Linked DNA regions of Mus musculus: regions 2 and 3 are each linked to region 1. The links are chromatin contacts, called in public Hi-C maps. All regions are on one chromosome and are shown on one strand. The core of a region is the stretch at or near the end of the contact, and the rest is flanking DNA. Distances in the headings are between cores, read along the strand shown. Region 1 has its middle 48 kb from the start of Gm11217. Region 2 overlaps 8030451A03Rik (a long non-coding RNA gene). Region 3 overlaps 8030451A03Rik (a long non-coding RNA gene).

What was found. A called contact is a pair of places that touch in the nucleus more often than the background predicts.
Region 2: a Hi-C map of the C2C12 cell line shows a contact between it and region 1, with 2.9 times the contacts expected there. The contact joins two enhancer-like sites. A contact is called at or near these places in 2 of 484 Hi-C or Micro-C datasets (the C2C12 cell line and muscle stem cells) and 1 of 115 datasets of contacts at active chromatin or transcription factors (embryonic fibroblasts).
Region 3: a contact with region 1 is called in a Hi-C map of adipose-derived mesenchymal stem cells, with 3 times the contacts expected there. The contact joins two enhancer-like sites. A contact is called at or near these places in 1 of 15 datasets of contacts at CTCF or cohesin (the NIH/3T3 cell line), 8 of 484 Hi-C or Micro-C datasets (the C2C12 cell line, adipose-derived mesenchymal stem cells, embryonic fibroblasts and 3 more) and 3 of 115 datasets of contacts at active chromatin or transcription factors (the NIH/3T3 cell line, a colorectal cancer cell line and embryonic fibroblasts).

The regions. Positions count from the first base shown.
Region 1 is chr4:64,322,900-64,327,274 of GRCm38.p6, reverse strand. No RefSeq gene overlaps it. Among named protein-coding and RNA genes, the nearest start is that of Gm11217, 48 kb to the right of the region's middle. Within about 2 kb of position 2,779, at least 24 of the 459 cell types and tissues checked have an H3K27ac peak or open chromatin away from gene starts, as enhancers often do. A contact at or near this core is called in the C2C12 cell line, adipose-derived mesenchymal stem cells and pancreatic cancer cells, where this site is marked.
Region 2 is chr4:64,091,193-64,095,901 of GRCm38.p6, reverse strand. All of the region lies in intron 5 of 8030451A03Rik (a long non-coding RNA gene), which reads right to left. Among named protein-coding and RNA genes, the nearest start is that of Tnc, 47 kb to the right of the region's middle. Within about 2 kb of position 1,506, at least 20 of the 459 cell types and tissues checked have an H3K27ac peak or open chromatin away from gene starts, as enhancers often do. A contact at or near this core is called in the C2C12 cell line, where this site is marked.
Region 3 is chr4:64,074,499-64,078,914 of GRCm38.p6, reverse strand. All of the region lies in intron 4 of 8030451A03Rik (a long non-coding RNA gene), which reads right to left. Among named protein-coding and RNA genes, the nearest start is that of Tnc, 30 kb to the right of the region's middle. Within about 2 kb of position 2,349, at least 68 of the 459 cell types and tissues checked have an H3K27ac peak or open chromatin away from gene starts, as enhancers often do. A contact at or near this core is called in the C2C12 cell line, adipose-derived mesenchymal stem cells and pancreatic cancer cells, where this site is marked.

The DNA of each region.
Region 1 (4,375 bases), core at 1,530-4,029:
CCAAAATATTACACCAATCCAAGTTATATATTTTATTAAGAGTTTAAAATTCAGGTAACTACACAAATTAGTGTAGTTTGTAGACAAAATCAAGGTCTACAAGAAAACAAGTGTTAATATTTTGTTATGGCCTCCTGTTGTTGTTGATAGAAAAGTAATTGACTAGTGCATTGCCCTTCATTGCACAAAGTACCTGTAAATCTGTTAACCTAGGGGATTTCAGATAAACACAAATTAAAAAAAGAATCATGTGAACATATCAACTTTCAGAGCCTATTTACAAAATCTGACCTGGGGTGTCAAGATAAGGCTGAGAATGACAATTTCATATGTGGATGGGTCTCCTCTCCTTTTAGGTACCTAGAAATCTATTGTGGGTGAATGTTCTTTAGAACTCTATTATGGAGTACAAAAATTTTAAAGCTGACTCTAGGTCATTTTCTAGAAAGGTTTAATATTTTCTGGTCTTGACTTCCCTAATGAAGGATAAAGTTTTGCCAAGAGTAAGGAGACAAGAAGATGGAGGAGGAGAAAGAGAAAAAAATGGAAGAGAAGAAGGAACAGGATGAGGAGAAAGAAAAAAGGAGGGGAAGAGGAGGGGAAGAGAAGAGGGTAGAAGAGGAGGGAAAGAAAGGAGGAAAGAAAAGAGAAAGAGAAGAAAGAGGAGGGGAGAGGAAGAAATGGATAGAAGGGGAGTGGGGAGAAAAGAGGAGAAAGAACAGAAGTTTAAAGGGAACAGAGGAGAATGGTGAACAATTAGGAGAAGATAGTTCAATAATAAAACAGGATATAGGACTAAAGACATAGCTGGATAGTGGATGCTTACCTAACATACATAAAGCCTTAGGTTCAGCTTGTATCACAGCAAAGAAGCAAGAGAATACTATATACAGGAAGGGTGTGTGTATGTGGGGGCGGGGGGAGTAATTCTGGCACAGTCTTGAGCAAACGCTGAAGTACTTGATATACCATATCCTTTTAGAAATTCATAGCCACTAATTGAATACCCCCAACTGTACGAAAAACCGATGTTCCTTAAAAACAGAGGATAAGGGTTGAAGATCATATTGAGTGGGTAAAAGTTACTGTTACTGAAGGACTAAGATGGAAAGGGTTATACAGTAGGGTGAGATACATGTTTCAATAGAAGTATATAAGATTATAGCTTACCCACTCTTAAATAAGGTGCCTTGTGGAGACTCTAATCATTGTGATGACAGACTCTCAGAGCAAGATTTTCCAAATTTCTTGTAACTCTATCCCTAGTTATTGCAACTATTGCCAGTAAAACTTTGACCTGCCTATCTTTTTAAGCAAGGCGTCTATGTGGTTGATGAATGTGTCAGCTGTGAGTAGATCATAGCTAGTGAATAGGAGGTGACAGCTAACTCTATTCCAAACACTGCCCTCAAGCCATGGAACCACAGAAAACATGCTTCTACCAGACTCAGAAGTTGAAATGCCATTATTATTAACTATGGCATATAAATTTCAGTGATAGCCATTTATATTAAAGGTGACAGTTCAGTTTCTTTGAGGAAAATATGAATTCTTTGGCGGAGATATGCAGATGCCCGTGGCATACTTCCCCTCCTATCAGCCATCTTTTGGAGGACTACATATACATATGAAAATCCAAAATTGGGTCAACCCTTGCATTTAGGCATTTAGCTTTGAGAATTCAGTGATGAACTACGTATGTTTCTGACTTTGGGAGAAATCCTTCCTTATTTGAGGAAACAAATAGACAGGAAACTCCAAGAATCTTTATTGTTTTCTTCATTCTAAATATAATACATATTTTTCAGTTTATCTTTATACCAAAGCAGTGTTATTGTCATAATTTTTGGATGGGCATGCACAATATAAATCATGGAGACCATATCTCAACAAGACTACGTGTCATCATTCACTCATTCTTATGTGCACACCCTCTAGTCATTTTCCATATTAAACATAGGAAAACACAAATATCTTTATATGACCTAAGCAGCCTGTTTGTACCTGTCAAGTTTATGGGTTTTAAACACTGTACACATGTGACTGTCTCTAATTCTGTATATAAGTTAATCCAAGAGCTCAACTGAGTGCAACACGTAGCTGAACTTTGCATTGTCTTGGTAAGACACACAGGCATCCCTTTAATTCCCCTAACGTTGTGGTTATCAGCAATCTTGCAGACATTGGTTACTCCATAGTCTGGAGCTCGAGATGAGAGAGTTAATGAAAATCACAGAATAGAGAGATCTCATTGGCCTTAAGTGAGCATTAGCTTGGTAAAAATCCTGAGACTCTGAGTTGCTGATTGTGGCATGTCAGTTACTGTGCCTTCCTGGTTGGTGAGTGCAGTAGCTTTTACTATTTTCACACTAGAATATCACTACCCATATTAACGTAAGTCAATAACATATTTTATGGCACCCCACTAAGACGAATGATTTAATCTTATTTTTGTTCACTAATGTATTGCCCCATGTGAAGTTCAGGAAATGGCTCATTGTAGGATCAAGTACGTCCTTGAAGACTAAATATAGAACATAGTTACGTCATTCCAGTGACGAATGATGATACAGAGTTAAATTCTGAGTGCTATTAGAACACAGGGTCAAATACTTCCTTGGAGTCAGGATTCATGTTTCTCCTCTGAGTGACTCCTGTGACTAGTGAGTACAGCTGGGTGGAAACTGGGGTTAAAGTTGTTGAACTATTACAATGGAGCTTCTAGTGTGGTTTCCATAACCCAGTGTCTCATCACACACACATGCATTAATAATTCCTCCACACTCCTGGTGGTGAGGCCTCCATTTATCACACTGAAGGTCTGAGTCATGGTTAGTTATGACCAGTGACTAATTACTGCTCACTTTGCCTTGGCCTGATCCTCTGCTTTTATCTAAGATCCTTCTCCTCCTTTCTCTACAAATCCATAACCTATTCAGGAACGCCCAGGACACTTAGCTCAAATAATCGGCCTATCTTCACAAAACAACAAAAAATAAACAAAAGACCAGCTCTTTCTGTTTGCTGTCACAAGTATTTTGCTCAGTTGCAGCCTCAGGTCACTGCTAAATGCTGACAGGTACATGTGTCAGAGTGCTCCCTTTAGACACACAAAATGTCCAAAATATCTCTTGCACATTGGAAATAATGCTGACTCCATTTCTCTGAATTTTTCTTTTAATACATACACATTTTTGTACCACTTGTTCCTGAAGCACGAAATTCCACATCAAAACTGAAAACTTTCTTCTCCTGAACTCCTGGTTTGTCCATATCACATCTAGGTTTATAAGCTTCTTTTGTTCCAACAGCTACTCTCATGTAAACTAATGACATTGTCTTAGTTAAGGTTAATACTGCTGTGATGAAACCCCAAGACGAATAGTAACATGGAGGTGGATTTTGCTCATATTATCATATAACAGTTTATCATCAAGAGCAATGAGGACAGGAACTCACACAGAACCTGGAAGAGGGAGCTGATGGAGAGCCCATGGAGGAGGGATGCTTACTGGCTTGATTCTTATGGCTTCCTCAACCTGATTTCTTATAGAACCCAGGACCAATAGACAAGGAGAGGCTCCACCCACAATGGGCTAGGTCCTCCTCCATCAACTACTAATTTAACAAATGCCTTACAGGCTTTTACAAAGCTCAATCTTAAGGACATATTTTCTTAATTGAGATTTCCTCCTCTTAGTTAAGACAAGTTGACATGAAAAAAAAAAAGACAAGTTGACATGAAACTATCAGCAAAAACATCATTTCTTGTCAAGTTGCACTCTTCTCTGTGCCAATTAAGATTCTCTACAGAAACAAAAATTACACACAAGCATAATACATACACACACACACACACACAATGCACATATACACCACATACACACACACACATACACAGAGGCAAGCACAGGTATATATATGCACATATGCACACCATGTACACATATGCATACACACACTATGTACACATATGCACATACATACTTACATGCAATTTTTTTTAAAAAAAGGTATTCTTCCTGTTAGAAGAGCTAAGGAGATTGATATGTGTAAAACAAGCAAGCAGTCCCAAAGTTCAGGCACATTTTCTCCATTAATGTGTTGAGACAGAATACACTCTTTCTTGAGATACTTTACAGCCTTCATCTGATTAGATGAGACAAACTGCTAAGGGTGATGATGTCTTATAAGTAAAGTAATGGACTGCAAACTCTAATCAAGTCTACAAAATATATTCACAGCAACATCCCGATGATTAAACTAGACAATATAGCCTAGTCAAGATGGTACATAAAATCATCTCCATTCGATGGGAATTAAACCTTTATGTTCCTTTAAAAATTCACGCCTAGAAAATATTACACATAACATG
Region 2 (4,709 bases), core at 257-2,756, 230 kb after region 1:
CCACTGATGGCCGACTAGGCCATCTTCTGATTCATATGCAGCTAGAGACACAAGCTCCAGGGGGGGTGGGGGGTATTGTTTAGTTCATATTGTTGTCCCACCTATACAACTGCAGATCCCTTCAGCTCCTTGGGTACTTTCTCTAGCTCCTCCATTGGGGGCCCTGTGATCCATCCAATAGCTGACTGTGAGCATCCACTTCTGTGTTTGCTAGGCCCCGGCATTGTCTCATAAGAGACAGCTATATCAGGGTCCTTTCAGCAAAATCTTGCTAGTGTATGCAATGGTGTCAGCGTTTGGAAGCTGATTATGGGATGGATCCCCAGATATGGCAGTCTCTAGATGGTCCATCCTTTTGTCTCAGCTCCAAACTTTTTCTCTGTAACTCCTTGGAGTATTTATATTTTAAAATAGTGGTCTACATACTAGCTACATAATTTGGGGTCCTGGTCCAAAATTAAAATGCAAAATTCTTACAAAATTAAAACCTAAGATGTCTTGTTCCAAGATCATTATTTCAAGACTGTGATAGTAGAACATCGAGTCAAGCACAGAGATCTTCTCAACACCAGGTTGCTGCATGAATCCTATGCCCAAAAGAAAATCCCATGACACAGCTGGGAGTCAAATTGCTCTGTCAGTAGATCGGGAAGTAAGGATGCTATCCTGACAGCACCTGCATTCTGGATGTGTGAGTCGTTACAAAAACATGAGCCTCAAACAGGATGAGTATGAAGTGAACTCTAGTTATTTTAAGTCTCTGAAATGGCCGGACTGTTCATTACTAAAGCATAACCTAGCCCATGCTGACTGACATACTACGGCTCAAAAAAACTTCATGCAGCCACTAAAGTTGAGCAGTTAGGAGTTGAGCCTGGACATCGAAGTCCTATGTTCTTTCTTGAAACCTGTGTCTTCTAACTATAGGTTACAGCTTGTTTGGGATTCATAGAATCAACTCAAGGAATCACAAGAAGGTGTTTGTCAATGAGATAATCTAACAAATGTGAATTGTGCATATTACACATGGTATTTTCATAAAATCATTTTTTCAGTGTGTGTTCAGAGTCACAATACAAAATGTACCTGTGTATATGGGTCATTATCAAAAAATGTTAAAGGTTACTGTTCTGTATCATACTTTCAACACAGGAAGAAAAGAATGAGTCTACACATGTCAACCCAATGGGCTACACACTCATGATTGTCTTTTAAATGAGCTTAATGGAAGGAAACTGGGGCACTGCTGTCAAGGTAGTTACTGTGTTAGATTTTATAGTTTCCCAGATAGGAAGTACTCCCGTTCTTTACCCAATGTGAAACTCAATCTTTGCAGTGTGCATTTTTAACTACATTAATTCTCTATCTCTCCCTGCCAGCTTTAAAAAGGACTATGAAGTCATCATTTCAGATACTGGGAACAAGCCTTCATTGTCTTCTGACAGAGCGGGCAAATTTGGGGCACAGATGTGCCCACTGGGGCAACTTTAGAAAAGCGGGCAAGAAGCCACTGTGTCACCAGCTCCAGGCCTCATGCCAGGCTTCCTGTCTTCAAACTGCAGTGGGATGAGGACCTCATAAGCGAGTCATTAAGGCATACAAGCATCTGCTCAGAGGGAGACCCAGTTATTCAACGGGAAAAATACTGTGGGAAAAATTTGCATTTGGCTCTACCAACATTGGTCTGTTACATCTGTCTTCCTCTCATTGCAGCTGGGAGTCTGAACCTCTACATATAACAAAAAATAATAATTAATTAATTACCAGAACTAGAAATAGTTTTCCTATAGTGCTAGTGATGCTATAGTACATTTTTGGTGTATGAAAGTGGAGGTTTGCTCTACATGTCTCTTACTTCCAAGCAAACTGACTCAGAAATGACATTATCAGTTATTTTGATGAAGGTAGGGTTTGGACTTCTGTTATCTAGACCTTGCTGGTTTGAAGGGCATTATTCATTATTTGTCCTTGTAAAAGAATCACCTTCCCCTGATGCAAGAAGTTGGCTTTGATCTTGTAAATTTTCTGTCTCCAGAATATTTGGGGGTTATATATCTCTCTCCCCATCTCCCTGTCTGTCTCCCTGTCTGTCTCTCTATTTCTCCCTGTCTCCCTATCTCTGTCTCTGTCCCTCTCTCCGACATACATACACACACACACACACACACACACACACACACACACACATACACACACACACACACACACACACACATGCACACTCACACAAATATCTTTCTATTTTCTATTTTCCTAGAAACAAGTGACTAAATCTGCTTCCCTGTATTTCTTTGGATTCTAGGAAACAGAAGCATATGTAAGGCTGAACTGTATCGATCATGTGGATGCATGTATTTTCCTACTTGTGTTTCTCTGGCCTAGGTCTTGGTTTTCTGTTTCCATTGCAGGATCACAGAGAGGTTTTTGACATGTTATTGGTGTGAAGAATGCCACAAGATCTACCAGGACCTAGGACTGTAAAGCTTCATGGGAAAAGTCACCAGAAAAGACTTGTTGAATTCTTAGAGGCATGAAGTCACAGATATATCTCTAGGGCGTCTGAATATATTTTGCATTGGAGACACGATAGGGGATTGAGAAGCTGCTTCGAGTGTCAGAAGACCTGAGCCATGTTCATGTGATGGGATTTGGCAGGTTCTTGCTAAGCCTCAGACTCATGGATGGTCTTACTTGCTGGTAAATGAGAGAGCTTTGCTGGGATTAACATCCAAGGCTGTTGAGCCACTAATGAATGTTCTTTGTAGGGTGAAAAGTGAAAGAGGGAAGTAAATACATACATGGATGAGAGCTGGGGAGGGGGAAGTCTGATGAGATCACCTTTTATTTCTTCCTTCCAGGACAGGCTTGTGGGCAAGTTTTCAAGTGAGTCAAGTTTTCCACCATTGGGAGTCTTCTCCCCAACTCCCACTTGGATCTTACTCATAAAGCTGCTCGATGCACTCAGGCTCAGTGGCCCCCACTAGGGTATAGACAGTCTGCTCAGACAGTTCCTTCCACCTCCTGTTGTCCTCTACCAACACCTGCCTGTCCTGGAAACAGCTTCTAAAAACAGTCTCCAAACATTAAATTTGTCTAAAGCCCCATTTCTGATAAATTTATCTGGTAAATTAATTAAAGCTAAAGACTGACAGAGGAGGTAGAGAGAGAGAGGGAGGGAGGGAGAGAGAGAGAGAGAGAGAGAGAGAGAGAGAGAGAGAGAGAGAAATATTGAACAATGATTCATAGTACACTGGGAACAGTGGAGAAAGGCCCAGGGAAAGACAACTGAGAATACAAAGGTTTCTCATCCATGAGAGAATAATGATGAACCATAAGGGTACCTAGAGTCATAGGAGGGCAGGAGGTGAATTCAAAAGGGCACGGGTAAAAGGGAAAACACAGCCAAATAGTGAGTGTTAACTTCCCCTTAAAGCTATGCATACTAGTTATAAACCATGCTGAATTCAGTATCTCTCATTGTCTCAGACAGATGGCAGGATGTTAGTAGACTGCCAGGAGGCTACAATGAATCCCCTGAATGTCTTAGTTCACTCAAGTTGCTGAAACAAAAGTTGGTTTAATATGCAACAAACATTACATTACTAAGGTGTCCGAGATGAAAGACTCTAGGATCCAGTATCTGATGAGCAATCCTTTCTTGTTTACACATGACCATTCCTTCATTGCCTTCACATACCAGCAGATGAAAGAGGAAACTCTCTCTCTCCAGTCTTCAATGAGGGCACTAATCCATTAATATGGGCTCCACTCTCATGACTGCATTGGGATCATTAAATAATTTTCAAAGGTCTCTCTTCCTAATAACCCTACCATTGGCATGGATAGGACATTCACATACAAATTGTCTGGCTGAAGGAAACAAAGACACAGATATAGAACTGAGTCAAGGACCTGTCAGGCTACATAGGGAAATAACACAGGAGATATGACAAGGCAAGAACATAGGTCCCGGCTCATTCTAAAGCCCTGTGGGCAAGAACCAAAAAAGCAATTCCCAGGGCTACAGCAAAGTTGGAGACTTTCTCTTTTAATTATTTAATTAAAATTTTTCTATTGTTGATATATATGTGTGTGTGTGTATATATATATATATATATGTATATGTATGTATATATATATATATGGTATATATATGTGTGTATGTATGTGTATATATATGTATATATATATGTGTGTGTGTGTATGTACCTAATACAAAAATACAATCCTCTCAGTCTGTATAACGTTATTTGTATGTATGTTTTCAGGCTAACCATTGGGTATTAGATAACCAATTGGTGTGTTCTTCCTTGGGGATTACTTCTCTAGCTCTTAGCATCCCTGTAGTTCTTAGTGTAGGATTAAATCATCATGAGCTTTTCCCTATTCAGGTTACCATGCCTATTATTGTCCTTGTTCAGCTCATGCATAGGCAGTCATTTTGTTGAGTTATGGGTGTAGCCTCTGACTTTAGTAGGAGACACAGTCCCACAACAAATTCTCTGATCCTTTGGCTCTTACAACTTTTCTACCCCTCTTCTACAATATTCCATGAGACTTTGGGACAGAACTATGTTGTAGATGTATCAACTGAGACTGGGCTATACAGCTCTGCATTTTGGTCAGCTGTGGTTTTCTGTAATGGTCTCCATCTATTGCAAAAAGAAGTTTCCTTGATAATGGGTTAGGACTATACTTATCTGTGTGTA
Region 3 (4,416 bases), core at 1,100-3,599, 250 kb after region 1:
TATGTGCTTCTCTTGGTCCATTCCAAATAGTACAACAACAGTTCTTATTACAGTGGGATGCTTAAAATTTCTTCCAAGCTTCATGCACCAGGATTCTACACACGTAGATGTAGATAATGCAATGGAGGAGAAAAGTGTATACATGGAATATCCCTGTTCTTCAGAAAGACAACTGTGTGAGTTAGGGTCACATACAGTTGAATTTCCACCTATAACTTAAATTTAAATAGCTTCAGAAAATCTCCCCAGCTATGAAAGACCCTATAAGATATTAATAATAATTCCTTGTCATATGCTTAGAAAGAATTCCTCCCTCATGTGTCTCATGGCTGGTCTTTTCAGCCAAGCCAACTCAAGCTTTAGAAAATTATCTTACAAACACCACCCTAGCAATGTGGGCATCTCAAATGCTGCTGCTGCTTCAGCCGCCCTTAACACAGGAGTGGACAGCCTCTCGCTCTAGGCTGAAGTTTTCCAGTACTCTGCTTTGGTGTCTCTGAGCAAAGATGTGTGTCATCCAGGAAGTCTCTCAAGCCTTTTCTTTTGCTAGAATTCCACAGTAAACATTCTTAGAGATGACTTACTGCCTGTCACAACTTTCTCTTGCTGCCTTTCCAGAAAGAATTCCTACAGAATGAGGTCAGTCACTTACTCACCATGATTTCCATTTTTTTCACCCCATTTGGTCTTTCTGATCAGATGCTGAGCAACTGTTGCCAACTGCATCAATGGGTCACTTCCAACAGCTGTGAGAGCAACATCATCCAGCAGTCTGAGACAAAGCCCAGAAGATCACAGGATGAAGCATGGACTCCAAATCTAATCAGAGGGCCAATGGGGAAATTTCAATCTGGTAGATCCTATAATTGTGTGGTGGAGTACTTGAAAATTTAGATGTGATTCAAAAAGATTTTCAAGTAGATAGTATGCAAAGGTCAATCCAATCCCACTGTCTTGATTAGGGTTTTACTGCTATGAACAGACAAAATGACCAAGGTAACTTATACGGATAACATTTGATTGGGGCTAGCTTACAGGTTCAGAAGCTAAGTCCATAGCAAGTTCAAGGCCAGCCTAAGCTATGTGAGAGGTTGTCCCAAAAAATACATAACATGAAGAGTCCCTGTGACATTATTTAAGTTAATTTTACTTGTCTGTTGGACAGACCATTTCTATGTGCCAAGAATAGCTATTAAACAGCCAACATTAGCCATACATTTGGTACATATCTGTCAACATGATTATTTCACCCTTTTTCTTCAGAAGCTGACAGAAGAAAAAAGTGGATAAAGGTATAGCTGGCTACAGTAGTACATGACAAATGTCATGAAACAAAGAGTCATCCAAGAACACATAAGAGTACTAATTTTGTGTGGGAGGGAGATGTCTTGGAGATTGGATGTCCTGTTTGGACTGGAATCATGAGAAAGTTAGAGAAAGAGTTGGAAGTTGTGTAGGGTAAAAGTGTAAAGAACATATTTAACCATGGGAGAAGAGCGCAGGCAGGAGCACAGGAGATCTCGAAATGAGGTGATCATCAGTAACCGGGAAAAAGACCAGCAATGATGGCACACAAGAGAGAAGCACAATCAGCGGACAGAGAAGTGTGCAAGACACGTGCCTCAGCCAACCAGTGCAATGAACCATGAGCTCTTTGAGGATGGGGTTTTATGTGACCTGCCAGTACCTTCTTCACATCCATCGCTGTGTCCACCATAGAGGAAATAGCAGTCATAGGCCAAATGAGGGCATGCATAATAGTCATCCAGTAAATAGCAATTCCATTAGGGAAACCCTTTCCTTGCTTTCTAACTTTTTCATTTTTTAAGAGTCAGGATGGGACGGGGGAGGGGGGGAACTAGCTGCAACTACAGATGGATATTTCCATCCCCAAATACTACAAATGCCACCTCTTTGGGGCTTATTATGCCCAAATGGCAGTCTGTTTGGGATCTTTCTAGAATCAATTGCTTCCAATTTTCAGTTTTCTGATTTCAGATTGAAGACATGTGTTTGGTGTTGCACAGATGATAGGGGAACAAGCGGATTCCAGAGAGGCATCAAGCTGAGTCCAAGTGATAAGAGAAATGCCTGGGGGAAGGCATAGCAACAAAACATTTTAAAGTTCTCAAAGTGCATAAATCATCCTGTAACCATGCTGTCCTGATTCGAAACCCAAAATAGAAAAAGAAAGCTCTTCTGTGCTAACATTTCATCATAACCAGCAGCCCAATGCTCAGGGGAGCCAGTGTTTGTGAATCTTTGAGTTGGGATCTGGAAGGACTGACGCAGAACATTACTATGCAGCCAGTTCTCAGGGAAGAAAAAAAAAATCTCAGCATGGAGTGCGGGCTTCCAGAATCCTTGTGGTAACTTCTCATTTCAGTTGAATTGCACAGAAGAGACGAGCCTTCCTGGGGGGTTGGCCAACAATAGAAAGAAACAACTAAAGGATAGACTCATACCAGGCGTGATGCCAAACCCCAAGCTAGTTCTTGAGCTGTCTAGGCTGTAAGGGAGGCTGTCTCTCAGCCATGGTGCAGCACACTCCATGTCTGTGATGGTATGAGGTCATTGAGACCACAGTCCTGACCAGCATATGCACTGGGACAGGAAAAAGAGAAATTCTTCAGCAATATTGGCATAAATTCAAACATTGTTCCAATCTAAGGTATGGATTCATCAAGCTGAGCTTCAAAATTCCTACTTCAGATTAAAAAGTACAAGAAAAAAATTGCTGTCATAAGAACTAAGAAAAATTATTCATGTAAAATAATCTGTAGGCACAACATAACCATGTTAAATTTTAGTCTCCAGTCCTACTTTTTCTTGATATAAAATTAAAATTCTTTTAGATTTTTCCTTATTATTCTGTTCAAAGAGCTCTAAATGTGAACAAATGTACAAATCTTAGCTATACTGACTCTAACCAGATAAATGAAAAGTTATACATACTAGTAATTTGGAGGTTTGTTTCTTTGGACTAGGGACAGAATGTATGCATCTGTTGGTTGTATCATGTTTACCTTGGCATGTCAATGATCAGTCTTCATGTTTAAAAAATGTTCCAATATTTTAGACTTTGAATAATCAAGAGTCCTGTTCATCTATGAGATAAGATTGGAATACACCAAGCCAAAATGAAAATCCCAGATCAACCCATTATCAGATGAATGGGTCTAGATGTACTGCTTGCTCTGTGACTCTCAATGTTCTTAGCCATAAATGAATACAATATTTATTTATTTCAGGTTATGCATCAAGTACACAGGCTTGAAATTGCATAACACAGGAGTTGCTCATCAACGTCATTCATTCTGCAATGCACATCAACCCCATCCAAGGTACCAGGAGATATTCTAAAGACATATGATGAATCATGAACTAAAGAATATCACTATATTGTGGAGCCCGTGTCTTCTACAAGAGACAAGCAATTGATCAATAAGCAAAAATAACTGTCTCTCTAGTGAAACAAGTGTGAAGAAAATGAACTGAGCAATGGGATGAACAGTACTTATACACAGTGCAACTAGACAGTTGCATAAGCTTCTTTCCCCTGGTTTATTCATTTTACTTTACTTTGGAGTCCCAAACCCACTGAGCATGGACCTCCAGTAAAGATGAGTAAGGAGTTATACTCTGTTAAATTGAGTCATCTGACAAACTTTGAATGACATTGAGAATAGCATAACAACAGTACATGTTTATCAAACAGGATGGACAAAAAAATGGGTGTTGCTTTGGAGACTCTTGGAAAAGAATAGCTACGTTGTCTCCAAGCTTGTCACAGTTGAAACTACAGAGGAGAGTCTTGGGGAATAAGATGTCTTCCCCAAAGAGGGCAATCCTCAACAATGCAAGCTTTGTGGCAGAAGTACATTGCTGACCTTGTTCTGAGCTTGGTCCAAGCTGAGGAAGAGAGGAGAATGGCCAGCTGTGAAAAGATCAATTTGCTTCCAATCTACTATTCTTATAGTCAGAGAGGCTGGCTCCCTAGAGTGGCTGTGTCTGTCAGGGATATATGCCAAGTAGGGCACAGATTGAAGTTCCCTGTTCCCACTGTAGTGAGAGCATTCAGCCTTGAGTGGAGTCTGTTCCCCAGCTATAATGCTTTGTGGAGACCCATATTGAGATAGCCAAGAAGGAGACTTCAAGTCTAAGTCTAATTCAAAGCTAGAACTATCCAAACTCTTCATTCATTCATATCTGAAAAGTACCCAGTGTTGACCAGATGTGGGAAAGCAGGCATTCCCATATATCACAGCAAAGAGTATAAATTAGCATGACCTCTGCAGAGACCCAGTTGGCAGAATCCATGGAAACTGAATGTGTATAGTTCTTTTGTTGCAACCAGCCCTCTTCTAGAAATTTATTCTTCAGAAAAGTTCTCAGAGATGCCCAAAGGTGAAAGTT